Linked DNA regions of Ovis aries: region 1 is linked to region 2. Evidence: chromatin contacts called from public Hi-C data. All regions are on one chromosome and are shown on one strand. The core of a region is the stretch at or near the end of the contact, and the rest is flanking DNA. Distances in the headings are between cores, read along the strand shown. Region 1 holds the start of JARID2 (jumonji and AT-rich interaction domain containing 2). Region 2 overlaps JARID2 (jumonji and AT-rich interaction domain containing 2).

The links. A called contact is a pair of places that touch in the nucleus more often than the background predicts.
Region 1: a Hi-C map of hypothalamus shows a contact between it and region 2, with 3 times the contacts expected there. The contact joins the promoter of JARID2 here to the enhancer-like site in region 2. A contact is called at or near these places in 4 of 16 Hi-C or Micro-C datasets (hypothalamus, liver, muscle and 1 more).

Annotation. Positions count from the first base shown.
Region 1 is chr20:40,906,162-40,908,877 of ARS-UI_Ramb_v3.0, reverse strand. JARID2 (jumonji and AT-rich interaction domain containing 2) reads left to right here and starts at 1,283. Exons shown (of 19, transcript XM_042236974.2): 1 at 1,283-1,459.
Region 2 is chr20:40,739,168-40,741,867 of ARS-UI_Ramb_v3.0, reverse strand. The region is part of intron 4 of JARID2 (jumonji and AT-rich interaction domain containing 2); the gene reads left to right. Among named protein-coding and RNA genes, the nearest start is that of DTNBP1, 160 kb to the right of the region's middle. Within about 2 kb of position 1,372, at least 6 of the 54 cell types and tissues checked have an H3K27ac peak or open chromatin away from gene starts, as enhancers often do. A contact at or near this core is called in hypothalamus, where this site is marked.

The DNA of each region.
Region 1 (2,716 bases), core at 34-2,533, 170 kb before region 2:
AGCTTTCAACCCCTAAAAAGACCAGTCTATTTTCCCTTTCAGGGAAAACAACATGAATGTTATCCAAATCTTTTGGAAATGAGCAAATTCCTTCCTTTCGCTTGCCCTCCAGCCTCAACTAGAATGGTTTTTATGTGGTGACCTGGAGTTGGTAGCTCAGCAGGGGAGTTCTCCGCCTGGGGATGGAGAAGCCTAGCCTCAGAGGCTAGCTGAGAGAACCTAGAAGAAACCCACCTTTGTTCTTAAGAATTTTGCCTGGGGAAGGGCAGATCTGACATTAAACCTCCTGAGAGCTGGCTAAAACCCTGAGTGTGAAGTGGAGGCTGCCAGTATACAGGTCATAATAATCAGAAAGTCTCTTGAAACCACCTCATTGTAAAAAGTCACTTGTATAAAGTCACTTGGGTGGCCAGTATGGAAAAATGTAATCTGTTCTATTGGGTCCTTCAGGATATGTGCCATATGAAGGCACAGAAGGTCATTTATTTTTATGACTGAAATCAACATATGACACATTATTTCAATTTTGAAAGCAGATCTTTTAAAAAAAGGTAAAGTCATAATTAAAAAGCATTTTAAAATAGCGCTTTATTGAGAATTCCCCTGTGGCCCAACCGTTAGGACTGTGATTCCACTTCAGGGCCACGGGTTCCATCCCTGATCAGGGAACTAAGATCCAGCATACCATGCTGTGCAGCAAAGGCAAAACTTTATCTGATTTACTGAAATCTTTTAATAACGTGTCTGTTTTTTAGCTGGGCTAACACTATTACATAATCCACTCCATAAGATGTGATGATCACTAATTTGTTGATGAAATCGACCAGCTCAGACAGGCCATCCTGTACCTTTTAGGAAAGGGCCCTGGGTGGTGTGACAGGTCTCTCACCTCCAGTTTCGGAGACCTTTCTAGACACTCCTCAAACACTTCAAACACTGCTGCGGATAAAACCTAACGATTATGATACTTCCGACATAAGGAGAATCTAGGGGATGGGAAGGAGAATTGAATGTATAGGAATGAGTATGAAGGCGTACTTAATTTCACTTCTCGTTTCTTAAAAGAACTGCCCGAGAGGAGATCCTTTAAAACATCACTGCTCTACACATACGGTGCGAATAAGGAAATTAACAATGCAGACCGGCTAAGAGAGACTTGAAGTAGCTAATAAAGCGAAGGCCGAAGAGATACACCGGGACCGCCTCCTTCATTTAGATCAACGATTAAATGAGCACAACAGGGGGCAGAGGCAGGTAGAACGCGGGTTCTCGCGTGGCTACCGCGGGTGGTATTCCCGGCAATCGGCGTTCCAGACGCTTCCTCGCGGTGTGCGGGTCTGTGTGGCTCGGACTCCATATTCCACTCGTTTCCCCTCAACGTTGTAGCCTCGCTAACAGGCACTCCAGACGCAAGAGACGCCGGGACCAGCCAAGATCCAGCGCGATCTCTTAAAAGACGGTGATTTTTTTTTTTTGTAGGAGGCGGCGGCCGGGGCTTCCCTTTTGGGGTCCCCCCACCCCCGACGCCGTTCTCGCCCGCCAGGCCGCGTGCCGCGCCGGGAGGTGGCCTTTCCGCGAGGTGACCTCGGGCTCCCCCCGAGCCCGACCGCAGCACGCTCCGTGTGGAGACGCGAGGCGGTGTCCTGAGGTGACACCGGCTGTGCCGCCGAGGCAGCAGGCGCCGCCGATCAACTAGTTCGCACCGAGGATTCCTCTTGGTGCGTGGCCCAGTTTTCCTCAGGACGGGCTCCAACCCCTAGCCGACACCGCCCCCCGCGCCGCCACGCTCCGAGGCCTTCCCCCGGGACGCGGCGCGTCCCTCCCCCGCCGCTCGGCGCGGCGCGCGCGCGATTCCTCGATTCCACAGGCGGTTCGCGCCGCGGGTGGGGGCGGGGCGCGCGGGGAGGGGGCCGGCCGCCGCGGGGGGAGGGGGGCCGTGGTCGGGGGGCGGGGGCGGGCCGGCGTGGGGAGTTCCTCGCTCGCGGACCACACGCTCTGCGGGCCAATCCCGAGCCAGCCTCGCTCAGTGTCACACGCGGGACACGTCCAAGCGTTTGTTGGCAGGGCCGGCGAGGGGGGCGGGGGCGGGGAGGAGGGGAAGGGAGTTGAGTGACAGGCTTGCGGGGCAGGCTGGGAATTGTAGTTCCCAGCGCTCATGGCCATAGCCATTTTGTAGTCGGGGGACTACAACTTCCAGAAGATCAAGGGGACCATTCTAAGGTGCCCCGGGAATAGGCGGCTCTCCCCGGGGCCAGGAGTCCTGGGGCACTGGCACCCAGCAGCCCGGCTGCAGGTAGACACGAGGCGTGGCGGGGTCTAGCGTTGTGGCGGCCGAGGGGTGAGCGGCAAGCTGGGGAAAGGGGGTGAGGTGGAGCGACCGAGCGTGCCATGCATTGAGCTAGGGAGCCTCTCTCAATTCCAGTCTTAGGCTTGGCGTGGGAGCGATGCCTGCGGGGTGGCCCTAGAAGGGTTTGTCGAGGCCTCTCGGGTATCTCGTCGACGGGGCCGTGAGGGTCCTCTGGGCTGGGCCAGGGGCGGTCGGCACCGGAGTAGGCGGGCTCCTGGTGGCCCAGCTGTGGGAGTTTTCGGCTGGCGTCCGGCGGGGAATTATCCGAGGAGCCCTAACTTGTATAAAAGCAGAGTCCATTTAAAGTTGGGCTGGATAGCCTCTATCTCATTGGTTAGGGGGCTTGGAAAAAAGAGACTCGGCGAGCCC
Region 2 (2,700 bases), core at 123-2,622:
GCTCAAATGTGGGCCTGCATATTACTTTTCATACCATCTGTGTGGGCTCCCAGCCTGAGATTCATGTGCCCAAGTAATGTTTTACTTAGGAAGACGCTGTATCTTGTAATTAGTTATTCTCCTTTCCCTTTTCTGACCCTTTCCGCCTGAACTAAAGAGAACGGAGGCTCACTTTTCTCGCTGATGCCTGCTTTTTGAGAGGGTGCAGTGTTTGTGAGCATCTGGAGTGTCCGCCTACGTGGCAGTGGTTTGGGTTTGCAGTGCGTGCCTTCTCCTTGGTCTGGCCTTTGGGTAGAGGTGATGAATATACTCATGAGTAGTTAGGTTAGCCTTCCTGAGGGTGTCTCAGGGTTCTGAAGGAAGTTCATGTGTTTTCCTGAATGAGTGATTTACTCCTAATTGGGAGGACTGGGTCTTAGGAAAGCAGAGTGTAGATAGTATTGTTGTTACTAGTTCAAGGGAACTATGGAACAACTTTTGGCATTGTGCTATCTTTTTTCCCCATGTGGGGAGTGGGGTGAACATCTATATTTAAAATTTTATATTCCTTTCTAAAGTGCAAGCCAGTATATACATCTCAAGATCTGAAAGTTACCATGTTTGCTGTTTTGCCTGACAACCTAGTTAGGAAGTAGATGCTAACAGTCTTTAGCAGCACAGGCATTTTTGGAAATGTAGGTTTGTGTTTCCCACTTGGCACAGGCAGAAGATCAGAACTTGTCACCTAGGAGTATGAAATCATAGATGCAAGAGAATTTATTACAGGAATTACTATATTCACGTTTTAGAGGTGAGGTCAGAGGAGACTGGAGCTAGAAAGACCCTTAGTTGGCTCCTTTTCCTACGAGGTCTGTCCTCCCCCTCCGCTGCCCCGCTTTCCCCAGCAAGGAAATAGAGGCTTATTTCGCCCAGGGTCGCAAGTTGACCCGAACCAAAGCAGCCCAGGTTTTCTGATACCACGGTTCTTTCTCTTGGACCACTCTGACCAAGCAGACCTTTTAAAGATTCATCTCGAAGGAGATTCAACCAAAAACAAGTTTCTTTAGGTAAATCAGGTTCATAGCAAATTTTTACTCTAAATAGCTGCTTGTGTAATTTAATTAAGACAAGTGCTGCAAATATTTAACATCCTGTGGTTTTTAGTGTAAACAAACGATTTCATCTGTTTCTCTGTGAAGTAGGGCCCCTGAAACCAGTATAACACGATCTCCAGAAGTACCAGAAAGCAGGCATTCCAGGTAGCAAACCTCTGGGAGCCACCGACCTCCCTTGACCTCCCTTTCTCCCTTTTGGTAGCTGAGACAGAGCACACCCCAGTTGGTGAGACAAGCCCCCATTGTAAGTGTGGGGCTGGGTATGTGAGCACAGGGGGATGGAGCCGGGGGTTTTTGTCTCTGTGTTTTCTCTGACTTGGTCTGTGCTAGCCTCTGGGTTCACTTGAGGATGTGTTTATTTTCTCTTTACTATACAGGATGTTTACAGCCATCCTGTGTGGTGTGCCCACAACTGCACTCGCATTTGAATTTGGTGGGCAGCCTGCCCTGGGCAAGGGGATATCCCCTGCCCGACCCCCCACAGTCTCCACCACACATACACACTTGGCCAGACACACCCACCCTTGTTTCTTTGACTGGCTGCCAGGTCTGTAGTGTGCGTGTGTGCGTGTGTGTGTGTCTGGGGGTAGAATAGAGTGGGTACTTATTTTGGGGATAGAAACACGGGAATTTTTTTTTGTTTGTTTTGAATAGGCCTTTCAGCAAGTTGGCAAGGCTTCAGGACCAGCTCCCACACTGCCACAAAGAGCCCGGCTATGCTGGTCACTCCGCATTTGCCAGACATAGCATGGCGTCTTTTTTGAATGAACGCACAGCCTCCCCTCCCACCCAGGCCTGGCTCTTTGTTTAGAATTGGGATGTAATCTAAATAATTGGATTTACCAGCTTACATTTTTAATATTGGAAAATTAAGTTAATACGACAGTCTCTGGCATACATGGCCCTCTGCGAGGGCAGGCTGGGCATTGCTCTAGACCTAGTGCCCCCTGCTCTCGGCCTTGTCCAGCTGAGTCGTGCGCATACCCGCATCCTCCTTGGGTTTGTAAACCATCAGAAATCCTGGACAGAAACGGAATTTAATTAACCTAGAAATTGCTGGTGTGCCATATTTAGGGCTGCCCTAGAGATTGAGTGCAGATAGCAATAAGCTGGTTAACTCTATGCTGCGGATAACCCCAGAGGAGACTTGGAGATGATGCGTCCCCATTCCTTACCCCCCGCCTTCCCGGGAGCCACTGATGGCAGGCTGCCCTGGAACCTTCTCAGTGCAGGATTTGGGAGGGGGCAGAAGGAGACACCGGCAGAGTGTTACAAAACAAAACAATGTTTGGCCCAGGACTTTGGCAGCTATCAGTGGGTTTTCTTTATAAGCTTCGCCTTGCAATTTATTTGAGAACTTTGAAAATAATGATAGTGTTTATTTTGGTCTGCTGCTTTATTCCCATAAAGGTGCTCTACTTTTTTTCACCTAAGTATGAAATCTATTTGTTGATTTATTTGGGTCAATTTATTTTAAGTGACCAAGCAAAACATTCTTTGGGCTGTTGACCCCCATGCCAACTAATCCCACATCAGAGAAGGATTCTTCTGTGTCCCTTGGGGCATGGAAGAGAAAAGAGAAAGAAGATGGACCCTCTACTCCCTC